Regions from separate parts of the Mus musculus genome. Here regions 1, 2 and 3 are each linked to region 4. A link is a contact called in public HiChIP or PLAC-seq and Micro-C data. All regions are on one chromosome and are shown on one strand. Each heading gives the region's core, a stretch centred on a gene start, on an enhancer-like site or on the middle of the called end of the contact. The rest is flanking DNA. Distances are from core to core; before and after follow the strand shown.

Region 1 (2,901 bases), core at 29-2,528, 500 kb after region 4:
GGAATGGGAGAAACATAGGAATGATGCCCGCATACTCCTCAAATCAGAGCTAGCAGGTCTTCATCCACTTGTGACTGGTTCTGTTTCTTGGTTATCTGTTTCTTGGCATAGGAAAACGTATATCTGAAGTCCCTGCCATTGACTGCTTGGCAGTATTTTTACAGGGAAGCTGAGATTGCAGTAAAAATGCGTCCATTTCAAGCACCGCTTTTGGGAAACACACTTGAGTGGCTCTCGTGGTCTGAAAATTATTTAACAATCCTAATCATTTCATATGAAAGAGAAGTTATGCTCTGAAATGCCGTTAGGGCAGAGGAAACAGCTTTGACCTAAATTTTATTTTATTCTGCCCCTCTTTCTGCACAAAGCTTCCCTGGTGTCGCCTGATCAACACAGAACTCTCCGTGAGAAGGCCTGGTGAATCAAGAATTGCAGGTGGCCTTTCAAAATCCATTTTCCCAACTGGGTTTCCTTGTCTGGCCTCAGTGGGTGAGAATGCACCTAGCTCCACGGAGACTTGATATGCCAGGGTGGGGGGATACCCGGGGGCCCCCACCTGCTCAGAGGAAAAGGGGAGGGACTGTGAGGGGGTCTGGGAAAGAAGGGCCATGGAGTTTATCACACATTCCTCTCAGCTGTGTTCTTGCTCCATTTGTTAGTGATCTTCTGTCTCTCAAACAGGCCGTTCACTTCTTGATAATAAGGCTATCTGTACTCATATGAAATTTTCAAAATACAACTGAGAATGGGCCAAGGGAGCATGTCATAAAATCCATGTCCTTATTAAGCTTTTAAGAAACATTCAGAAGTGAGGGGTGGCAAAACAGCGAAGTGGGTACAAGGAATTGCTGCCAACACTAACGACAAGCTTGGTCCCTAGCACGCATACTGCAGAAGGAGAGACCCAACTCTGCAGATTGTCCTATGATCTCAACACATGCATTATAACACATACCCACAGACATTTACACAAATAAATAAGTGTTAATCATAAAGGAAGAAAAAAAGCAATAATCACCCAGAAGGGAGTTCCTTTCATGAACGTCAGCTGTAATTTTTCTGCAGGCACTAAGACCATAAGTAAATTACGCTGAGCTTTGTATTTAACCAGACTAAAATCTGGACCTTTTTCCCTTGGGCCCTTTGCCATAATCACAGAGAAAACTCAGTCTTGGGCGAATGTCTGTTGGGAGGTAGAAAGACGAGGCCCAAGTGTTGGTGTGGGAAAAGCAGTGAGGATAGCTGAGTCACCTCCCTCACTGGAGGGTGACCAGGAAAATAGGAAATTACTATGCACAGTGGATTGTGGGATTGTGTTTTGTTGCCAGCTGGTGAGTGGCAGAGCTGGAATAAGAACCCAGGCAGCTGGCTCTACAAGCTGTGTTCTCAACTCCCAGGCTAGACAACCTCTCAGGAGAGTCAGGGACTCTCTGTCTCTGTGCCTGTCTGTCGTTTCACTCCCAGTTCCTAACAGACAATAGCTGTTAAAAAAAAAAAAGGCTTGTGCAAAGAAGTCCCTCTTCTGTCCCTACAGTTCCTTATGATTATTGTCTCTGTCATTTCAGATGCTATTGCTTCCGGAATTTTTCAAATGAATCTGTACAAGAAGATTGTCTCTGCATTTGGTGATTGTCTTAATCATTTGGTGACACTGTCAACACACACACACACACACACACACACACACACACATTCCATCAAAATGAGTTTCCTGCTTATTGCACTGAGGGAGACCATAGAGCACTAACTGAAGCAGCTCAACCCCAGGATATTATGGGATTTGGACTTTGGTTGGGTGGTTTGGAGGAAGTGAGTTGTGGTTTGCTCTAGATTGGGCGTGTCAGAAGGCACACACGTTCTGTAACAAGAGGATCTTGATAAAATCTTATTCAGTAAGAGGGCAGACTAGACCAGAGCTAAAGGTCTATGGGGCAAGCAGCAGCAGGCACACAGGATCTGGGAGAGGGGTGTTTTGTCACTGCAGTGGCTTGGGCAGTATTCATAGTCTGTCTGAATTCAGACATTATAGAGTGCTCTTGCTTTTGTCTGGATCCATCATAGTCACAGAGCTGCCTTGTCTGATGCTGGCGTCCTGTGTTATTATGTTCAGCAGAACACCAAGACCTACTTTAGTGTCGCAACCATTGCCAGAGCAGCTCCTAGCAACCTCAGGGCCTAGCTGATAGCTCTACTTCCACTCCTGAATGGAAAAAAAAATGCTTTTTTCTTATTCAGATCACCCTTTCCCAAGAAAGTTTTTTTGCAGGGAGCTTTCTTAGGTGTGCTGTTTGAGTGGACTCTTGGTTGTTCTCACCACGTAGGCATGCCTATCTCCAAGCCTGTGTTCTCTTATCCTCACCAAACTGATGTGTCTCCATCTACCCAGCCCATGACACATTTCTGAGCTAACAGCCTAGCCTGTTGCTGTGATAAACACCATAGCCAAAAGTCACTTGGGGAGAGGGTCCATTCCAGCTTCAAAATTACAGCCCATCATCAAGGGAAGCCATAGTGGAACCTGGAGACAGGAACTGAAGCAGAAGCCATGGAAGAGCACTGCTTTTAGCCCGCTCCCAAACACATGTTCAGTTACCTGTCTATGACAATGTATGTGCACCCTCGTTTGACTCCCAGAAGGTCAGTGCTATGATGTGGCAATATTTTGCCAAGCAGTACCAAATGCCCTTTTGAAAGTGAATTAGCTCAGTGCATGGACTAGTGGCCTGAACTGCACAGGGAATTGTTTGGTTGCTGGCATAGGGCTTCCTGAGCTAGACTTGATGTTCATTTTCTTTAGTTACAGTCATTTTCATTTGCAATGCCACCATCAATGACTCTCTGCATAGTCCACTCGAGAACCAAGAACTCCTGACCTGGCATAGAGTTGCATAGCTGCTAGCC
Region 2 (2,809 bases), core at 255-2,754, 310 kb after region 4:
TAGCCAATTACAGCCCTGCATATTCAAAGCTCCTTGTTCTACCAGTCACGAACTTTACATACGAAATGACCGGAAGAATTTTTTTTTTAGGAACCTGTTATAGGCATCATATTATACCAATCATGGGGATTTTTTTCCCCCTGAGTGCAGGGGGAAGTATTTTTGCCAAGGGGAGCAATGGAGTCTTTCAGTTGGAGAAGTTGTGATTAAAGAGCAGCAAGCACCCCCCCCCCCAAGAAGCAGGAGTGGTGACTCCCCTCAAATTACCTGTGGTTGCAGGGTCTCTTGCAGCTGCAGGGGGTTTCCTTAGAGGGACACAGCTGTTCAAAGTAGATTGTCTGCCTTGAGTGTAGTCTGGCAGTTGTCAAAGGGCCCAGTTGGCTGACAGCTCCCACTTCAAGGCAGACAGCTATAAGAGAAGGATGTGCCAGCCGTCATCCTAGGGAACTAATGGCCAACTCCCAGCAGGTTGCTCATCCACAGAAACAGTAAGCAAACCTTAAAGGATCTTTATAATAAAGACCAAAGAAATTAATATTCTTTGTACCATTCAACAGTGTTTAAGCTGGGCATGGTGGCTCGTGCCTGTAATAGCAACAGTTGGGAGGCTGTAATAGCAACAGCAGGAGGATTATCACCAGGTCTAGGTCAGCCTGGGCTACATTGGGATTTCAAACTAGCCTGGGATATAGTGTGAGACTCTGTCTCAAAACATCAATAACAACAAACAAACAAAACTAAAATAAAAATGATATCTAATTCCTAACCATGTGGCCTTAAGGCGAATTGGGCCCTTCTGATTATGCACAATGTAGAATTAACCACACCATGGGTTAAAAATATAAAAGACTGTGCCCTGAGCCCCTAGGTAAACCAGGATCCCCTGTATTCATACCTGCATTCCGAGAGAGAGAGAGAGAGAGAGAGAGAGAGAGAGAGAGAGAGAGAGAGAGAGAGAGAGAGGCACAGCAGAATGGCAGGCTGCTCTTGAACTCCCTTTCTAGTTAAAGCTGGCCCTGAATTCCTGATTCTCTCAACCACCCCTCCCAAGTGCAATGATTACAGGCATGAGCCACCAATAGTGGCATCAAAATAGCTTATTAAACAGACCGGCCTTGAATTACTGACCCATTCACCTCAACCTTCCAAGAAGCTGGATTACACCACCCAGCACAACACCCCAACAGCCAGCTAAGGAGCTTAATATCTCCCCGCTTTTACTGTTTTACCTGATTTGGGTCCCACTTTGCCATACATACACATCTGGCCTCGAGACACAATTTTGGGCCAAGAGAGAACACAAAAGCAGAAGGGAAGAGTGGAGGGAAAGAGTCACAATCGCAGGGGTGCAATGTAGTTTAGCTCCCTAAACTCGCCCAGCACCACTGGCTACCTGAGCCTGTTGCATACCCTCCTCCCGCTTCCGCCCCCCTCCTTCCCTCCCTGCTTTCCCCCACCCGAACCCTTGGGCTTTGGGCCGCTAGAAGCCGCCCCCGCACTCCACTGATTGGCTCCGCTGGCCAGCTCGTCACACTCTTTTGTGTCAGTAGGCTGCTGATAAAAGCTTTGCAGCTGCCTTGGAAACTGCGCTATTCGAATCCGGTTACCTGTGGGTAAGTAGCTGGGTGAAGCAGCTCTTTCTGGTAGCTTCGAGTCGCCTAGCGGCTCCGGAGGTGCCAGCACTTTTCTCCCCGGGACTCACAGGCAGAATCCATAGCTGAAGACACCACAGCAGCCTCTGGCTACCAGTGGATCACAGGTTTTAAAACGGGGGGGGGGGGGATGGGATGGGTGATTCCTTGGTGTGGAAAAGGAATGGGGCGCGCGGGGTGGGGGGCAGAGAAGCCCTCGGGCATAGGCCGCTCCTGCCTTGGAGAATCTGCAATTGCGACGCTGGGGGAGGTAAGGTGCGTTAGCATGACCTCACTGGGAGTCACCTGGAAGATGCCACTTGGTAGGATTTGCCTGGCCAGGGAGGGGGTAGGGGAAGAGGCCAACTGGAGGATGACGGAGAAGCAATTTTGTTTGCCTTAAACCCCCTATGTATCTCCTCTAATTTCTCTGGGTACTGTGGGGGTGGGTGTGTCCAACTCTTATTCTGTTTTACAGTAGCAGCCCATCAAAGCGGAATCTGAACTTGAATTTGGTGCAGCTGGTTGTAGAGCTGGGTAGGATAATGGTATCTAGGGATGCAAATATGTGGGGTTTTGGGGGGTAGGGGATCGTTTTGTATTGTATTCAGAAGGTGGGAGAGGGAATTTTCTACCTAATGACAGCAGAAATGGGCGGGAGAAAGAGGGAGGGGGAGGGAGGAACAGGAGAAGGATGACGACGGAGTATTTTTCTGACCTTTCTTTTGCCTCCTCCAATGTGGCGCAGTCTTGAGCATCAGGATCTGAGACCCCCAGTCGATCGAGGTCCATCAACTGGACCCTGGAGGCAGGCTTTCTCACGGGAGGGAGGACACAGGTTGCAGAAGCTGGAAATACTCCAGTTTCCCAGCTGATGTAAGAATCTGATAAATCACAGAGGGGGGGGGGTGGTATGGGGGTGGGGTGGGGGGAAGTGGGTGGTCCAGGGAGTTTTGAGAGGGGCTTGCAGTTAAGACCAGAGATCATGAAGTTAATGACGTCTCTTTTTAACCCCTGCGAATTTGTGACCATTGTGCATTTCCACAAGTAAAATCCAGAATGGAAGCAACAGTTGCCCTCCCTCTCACAGGACTGGCGGGAGGGTATGGATGACGTGGCTATAAAAAACACTGTTAGTATTGAGACATCAGCTAGCTCCAGGAGGCTGCAACTGCTCT
Region 3 (2,943 bases), core at 411-2,910, 440 kb after region 4:
TCTTTTCTTGCTCTCTTTCTAGTCTATGAACTGCCTCCCTTCTCTACTCTGTCCCTCCGTGTCCTGTCTGACCGGGGGGGGGGGGGGCTGCCCTGAAGTGTGCTGCACATTGTCTATACTTATTCTCCAGGATCTTGGTGTTTGTTGGCTTAAGGCTGGATTAAGGACCTCAATGCTGGCAAAGAGTCTATCATTCCAGCTCTGAAACAAGACTTAATCCCAGCTAAAACCATCCCAGACATTTGTTTAGAAGTGAAAATAATAGGTTTAGATGATATTGCCCAAGACCCCCCAGCTAAATGACCACAGCAGGAGGCAACTTGGAGACACTCAGCTTGGAATCTTAATTTGAGCACTCTCCAGGACCTGTAGGCGCGGGAGGGAGGAGGAAGACAATTGAGAGCAAGCCTGACTGAACTCAGCCTTCCTTCTTGAAGCAGTCTATCCTGAAGTGGGGTACTCCAGAACCCTGCCGGTTCATTTTGTTCATGGCTCTTGTCTGAAATGCAAAGGCCAGCAGTAAACAAATCCTTGTGTAGTTTGTGAGCAGTCTGGCATTTTTTTAAGGGGTGCCTGGTTGGGAATTTCCCGCCCCACTCCTCAGCCCAAGCCAGGCACTACAACTTGTGTTCAACCTAGCGCAAGGGCACAAACCCTAAGGTTAGGCACGGCCTGCCAGAAGTCAGCTTCTGTGAACCTGGAGGCTGTTTAGCAGCTGGGCTGTGACTGAATTCTCTGATTTTTTTTTCTGGATTTGCTGTCTTGGGCTTGTATCTTCCCTCTGCTTCCCTCACGCTCCCCCCCCGCCCCCCCCCCCGAGTTTACAGCGAACTCAGCAAACTCAGCTCTCAAGGTGGTGCCCATCTGGTCTCTGGGTCCTGGAGCCAGTGAATCTCCAGGGGGGTGCCCGCTCCAGCACTGGTCCCTGAGTTGGGGGTGGGAGGGAAGAGGAGGAGAACCGGAGGGCGCCTCCCTGGGGTCCCAATGAGCAATCTAATATAGGATTATAAGATGTGCGTTCTTCCCTTGCTGCCCAGCACGGACTGCCTAACTTGTTTTATCCGCTGGACCATTTGCTCATGATTCGCTGTCTTGGTAAGAAACAAAGAACTCTCCTAAAACTGCACTAAGTCTCTTTTGGGGGAATCCCTCAGGAAACCCAGGAGCTTCAGCAGGGGCACTTAACGCTCTTCTAGGGAACAAATGAGGACTTCTTGGGTGTCCCTAGGTGCCTTTGCAGACATCAGCCATCGCCCCCTGGAGGGGAGCCTGGCATTCCAGCAACTTCTGTGACTGGAGCCGATAGGGACCGGCCTCTCTCGGGCGGGGGGACTCCAACAAGCGGCTGGCAGAGCGGACCTGTTTGCAGACTACTTTTGAGGTGGGATGGCAAAGAGTTTAGAGCTGGAAAAGCGTGGAAGAAGAGGTTGTGTACCTCTCCCCAGTCCAGAAAGGACCCAAAATCACAAGTGAGAAAGAAAGAGTAAATGCAAACAACCTCAAAAAACAAGCCAAGAAAAGCCAAGCCAAAAGAAGCAAGCGCAAAGCTGTTACAAAACTGTCTGGTTTTGTAACAATTTCCCCGCTGCCGGCCAATGAGCAGCGTGGTAGGAGTCACGTGGTTGCGTTTTATATAACGCTTCGCTGAGACAAGACAGTTATTAGGCAGCGCGGGGCAGCCGGCATGGAGCTCGGGAGGCGAGGCAGACTCGCGCGCGCGGCGATCCCGCCTTCTCGCTCGCGCAGCCCGCTCCCAGCCGCCGCTCTTTCCTGCTAGTTCCCTGTTCCTAGACGCCTCTCCTCACTCCAACCTCCGCAGTTCCTTCTCTCAATGGATTCCCTTCAGACCGCACAGATGGTGAGCTTGTCCGCCGAGCTCGGCAGCAACAACTTGGAGCTGGCGGAGCCGGAGGAGCCGGGGACATCAGCGGCCGCAGGGCAGTCAGCCGCCCACCCGGAGGAGGTGACACCCGAGGGCTCCCAAGCTCTCGGGGCTCAAGAGCCCGAGCAAAGCCTGCCTCTGGCGGTCCCGACACCGCTGGAGTGCAAAGTCCTGCTCACGCAGGCGGATGCCTTGGCATCTGAGGGGCACCTTCGGGAAGCCCTCGAGGTGTACCGACAGCTCTCCGAGAGGCAGCAGCTCGTAGCGGAGCAGCTGGAGCAGCTAGTGCGCTGCTTGGCCGACAGTGTCCCGCAAGAGGAGCTGGCCTCCGACTCGAGCGGCACTTCGAGCTGCTGCGCCGCGGCGCTGAAAGAGGCAGGGGAGGCCGCGGCCGTGGCCCCCGAGGTATGGGATGGCTTTAAGTGCAAGAAGTGTCACGGGTTTCTCTCAGACCCGGTGTCCCTGTGGTGCGGCCACACCTTTTGTAAACTGTGCCTGGAGCGCGGGCGAGCCGCCGATCGGCGCTGCGCTCTGTGCGGGGTCAAGCTCTCCGCTCTGATGGCGGCCAGTGGGAGGGCACGCGGGCCGCGGCGCGCGGGGCAGCCGGCGCCCCTGCAACTGCGAGTTAACGTGGTACTCAGCGGCCTCCTGGGCAAGTTGTTCCCGGGCCCCGCGCGGGCGTCGCAACTCCGGCACGAGGGCAACCGGCTGTTCCGCGAGCACCAGGTGGAGGCAGCTCTGCTCAAGTACAACGAGGCTGTTCGTCTAGGTGAGTCCCCCCCACCCCCCATGCGCCGCCACAGGGGCCGTGCGGGCTTGCTCGCCACGCGAGGGGGGCGGGGGAGCGATCCCTGCTGGGAGGCGGGGGCGGGGGGACGGACCGGACTGATTTGGTTTCGCGCGCGCGCGCGCGCGCGCGGGCTGGGGGGTGGGGTGGCGAGGGAAGAGCCCGTGGCCCACGAGGAGGAGGGAGGGGGCATTGCAAGGAGTTTGTCTTCCCTACTTTAGCTTTTTTTTAAAAGCTGTGTCTCAGTCTTCTGATTGGTCCTATAGCTTTTTTT
Region 4 (2,984 bases), core at 156-2,655:
ACAAATATTCACCATTCATTGAACACATAGCATGAATTTGTGCTGATCCACCTGCAGGTAACAGTTTCCACCCCGACCCCCAACACACACACACACACACACACACACACACACACACACACACAGAGTGAGGTCAACATGCAGGATAATGCCTGTCCCTTAGAGCCCTTCCATGTCCCAGGTCCTGGAGGAACCCTCCATCTGTGCCTTATCAGGATCAATGAGAAGGTGGCCAAATGGGCTTGCTGCTAGGAGACTTGGTCTTTTCTGGGTTCCTGGAGTCCATTCCCATGCTCTTGTTTCCATAACAAAGTCCTTGTGTAGGTGTGTGACTGTGTGCTCTTTGAAGGCCTGAGAAGTGTGGAAAGTGCCATTTGGGCACCGGTAGAAATCCTCAAAAAGGATTAGACCCCTGGTGATGGGCCATTTCAAACTTAAAACAAAACAAAAAAAAATGAAGTGGGGCCTTTCATTTCAGAATTAAGGCCTTGTTTGTGTCTAAGCATGCATGCTTTACACCTAGTCAGATGTTCTGGGGAAATTAAGGAAAGGGTGAGATGGTTGCAGAGCACAGGTAAAAGCTAGAGGATTGATAGGTCCTCCAAAAGCCTTCCCAGTGAGCACTAGGGCCACTCCTTCTGGAATCACTGCAGAACCACACAATTCATCAAAGGCTCTGGGGTCTCTCACCACCCAGCTATCCCTGCCTGGGTAAGACTCACTTCTAGAAGCCTGTCCCCTGGTTGCCCTATGAAGTGGATGCCTGGGTGGGGAAATGAAGGGGGTTGGGTACAGACCCAGACAAGTCTTTCCTGCAGCAAACCCGCTCTTCCTTCCTTTGACATAGGGCAGACCCAACCAGGCTGAGTACACAATAGGAGCATGCTGCTTCCATGTTGTTTCCCAGCCTCTAGCCGCCTGGGACCCAGGGGCTTGCAGGTTGGGGGCAAGTGAGATTTTTCCCACCGCCTCACTGCTCCTGAAGTCTTAAGGGAGGCAGAGGTCTCTGGAGGCCCCAGCACACCCTAGTCTTGGAGACATTTCATCACCCACCTCTGACCCCCTCCCGCGCCATACACTCGGAAAAAGAAGCAGCCTCATCTCGCCTCCCGGATGCGGCTGCACCAGCAACATCAGCTGCGGGCGGAGCCCGGGTGCTTGCCACTTCCCCCTCTTCCCGCGTGACCCTCGCCCCCACCTCCAGCACTCCCTCCCCCTCCAGGAGACACACCCTCCTTCTTAGGCCACTCAGGTCGGGGCCCTTGGTGAGAGGGAGCAGCCGCCGCCGCCCGGCAGGACCCAGAGCCTGCAAAAGCTAGAGCAAAAAGGAGGGAAAGAGGGAGGAGCGGCGCGCGGGAGGAGGAGCCGCGGGAGCTGGGCGCGGGGCGGCGAGCTGAGATGTGGCCGGCCCGTCGGCGTGTAAACACAGGCAGCAGCAGCAGCAGCGGCCGCCCGGGCCCGGGGCACTGAGCGCTCCCGCCGAGACCTGCCCGCCACCTCTGCCATGGCCGAAGTGCGCAAATTCACCAAGCGGCTGAGCAAGCCAGGCACGGCAGCCGAGCTCCGCCAGAGCGTGTCGGAGGCCGTGCGGGGCTCCGTGGTGCTGGTGAGTGGTCGAGCGACGGGGAGTCCCGGGGGGGGGGGGGTTCGCTCACACCGGGAGCAGCGCGGTGGCTTCCCGCGCGCGCGCTGGAGACCACGGGCAGGATGGGCGCAGCTGCGGTCGAGCGCTAGGAGCTCTCTTTTTCCTCTGTTCTACTTAAGTTTTCGCTCTGGCAACCGGCTGCCTGGGGGTGGGAGTCTCAGGCGCCACGGGACAGCGCTCTGGCTACCCCACCAGCTTGCGCTGGGCTGGAAGCTGAATGGCACAGCGGGTTTCACAGAGCTGCGGCCGGAGAGTGGGTCTCCACCCCAGCGGGGGCGGCTGAAAGCTTCAGATCGCACCTCCCGCTCCCCCGGACCCCCGCACAAAGAGCTGGAGATTAGGGCACGAGGAGATCCGGATCCCTTTAAGAGGGCACCTGGGGCAGCCTAGGCGGAAGGATGCGATGAGCACAGATATACTTGAGTGCGGATACACATCGGGTACACGCGCGCACACACACACACTCACTTACACACACAAAAAACCCCACCCAAAAGCCCAGGGCGCCCAAGCTCTGGCGGGCGATGTGGACAGAGGAAGCATAGCGACTTCCTCCTGCTACTGGGGAGAGGGAGGGTGGTGATGGGTGTTGAGGGGTACTGCCAACTAAGACAGAGGGAGAGGATTGGAAACAACGGGGGTGGGTCTGCGCCTGAGTGGGTTTTGAGTCTGTATCCTCTGGGAGAGGATGGTTCTTAAGACTTGTGAGCGATTGGAGGCAAGAGGATGTGGGAAGGACTGGATGTTGCTGTGTAAGGATGAAGACCCTAGAACCAGACGCCTACGTAGACTATTGGGGATGTCTTGGCGGCGGGTAGAGCTGGGGGATGGGGATTGGAGAGTGTTCTGACACCCCCCTCGGGGAACCACCCCTCCCCCGCACGCCAGCGCACCCTCATCAGTCCTGTTCAGATGGTCTAAATCTGGAGGGAAGCCTTGGATGGTAAGGGGCACTTGCTCCTTTGCTTTTAAAGGCTCCCATTGCCAATTTTTTGGACTAGGGACCAAACCTTAAATAAGCAGTGGGACTAAATCATTAGCGTGCTTTTTTGTTACTTTGTTTTGCAGGAGATTTGCTGGCTTTTGTCTCTTTCCACTCCTATATTATTTCATGTCATTCGCTGTGTTTAAATCTCCGCACTTAAGAGAGAGCTTTTTGTTAGCACAACTTATCCTGGGAAGGGAACCTCGCAGCTTTTCCCTGTAATTTTTATGTTGATCTTGTAGAATCGGCAATAAAACCAACATTAAAGCAAGGCAAGGGGCCTGATCCTAACAGTGGGGAAAGTTGACATTAGTGGGAATTCTGGAAGAGGATCAAAGGTAAAATATGTACCTT

What was found. A called contact is a pair of places that touch in the nucleus more often than the background predicts. HiChIP or PLAC-seq counts read pairs in DNA pulled down with a chosen protein or histone mark.
Region 1: an HNF4G HiChIP or PLAC-seq map of pancreatic cancer cells shows a contact between it and region 4. The contact joins the enhancer-like site here to the promoter of Dock11 in region 4. A contact is called at or near these places in 10 of 39 promoter capture datasets (the 3T3-L1 cell line, 3T3-L1-derived adipocytes, cranial neural crest and 4 more), 1 of 115 datasets of contacts at active chromatin or transcription factors (pancreatic cancer cells) and 1 of 9 other capture datasets (macrophages).
Region 2: an H3K27ac HiChIP or PLAC-seq map of embryonic stem cells shows a contact between it and region 4, with 7 times the contacts expected there. The contact joins the promoter of Zcchc12 here to the promoter of Dock11 in region 4. A contact is called at or near these places in 7 of 39 promoter capture datasets (3T3-L1-derived adipocytes, the C10 cell line, cranial neural crest and 4 more), 1 of 15 datasets of contacts at CTCF or cohesin (the NIH/3T3 cell line), 4 of 484 Hi-C or Micro-C datasets (cortical neurons, embryonic stem cells and uterus), 4 of 115 datasets of contacts at active chromatin or transcription factors (acute myeloid leukemia, embryonic stem cells, forebrain and 1 more) and 1 of 9 other capture datasets (adipose tissue).
Region 3: a contact with region 4 is called in a Micro-C map of embryonic stem cells, with 3 times the contacts expected there. The contact joins the promoter of Lonrf3 here to the promoter of Dock11 in region 4. A contact is called at or near these places in 4 of 39 promoter capture datasets (cranial neural crest, embryonic stem cells and stem cell-derived epiblast-like cells), 2 of 484 Hi-C or Micro-C datasets (both in embryonic stem cells) and 2 of 115 datasets of contacts at active chromatin or transcription factors (embryonic stem cells and pancreatic cancer cells).

Annotation. Positions count from the first base shown.
Region 1 is chrX:36,388,868-36,391,768 of GRCm38.p6, forward strand. No RefSeq gene overlaps it. Among named protein-coding and RNA genes, the nearest start is that of Gm6268, 13 kb to the right of the region's middle. Within about 2 kb of position 1,279, at least 34 of the 459 cell types and tissues checked have an H3K27ac peak or open chromatin away from gene starts, as enhancers often do. A contact at or near this core is called in pancreatic cancer cells, where this site is marked.
Region 2 is chrX:36,194,400-36,197,208 of GRCm38.p6, forward strand. It overlaps Zcchc12 (zinc finger, CCHC domain containing 12), which reads left to right and starts at 1,505. Exons shown (of 4, transcript NM_001358476.1): 1 at 1,505-1,613; 2 at 2,110-2,168; 3 at 2,380-2,507. It overlaps Gm42406 (a long non-coding RNA gene), which reads right to left and starts at 1,889. Exons shown (of 4, transcript XR_882283.2): 1 at 1,608-1,889; 2 at 268-409.
Region 3 is chrX:36,326,749-36,329,691 of GRCm38.p6, forward strand. Lonrf3 (LON peptidase N-terminal domain and ring finger 3) reads left to right here and starts at 1,661. Exons shown (of 11, transcript NM_028894.1): 1 at 1,661-2,651. The coding sequence starts at 1,832.
Region 4 is chrX:35,887,427-35,890,410 of GRCm38.p6, forward strand. It overlaps Dock11 (dedicator of cytokinesis 11), which reads left to right and starts at 1,406. Exons shown (of 53, transcript NM_001009947.3): 1 at 1,406-1,606. The coding sequence starts at 1,505.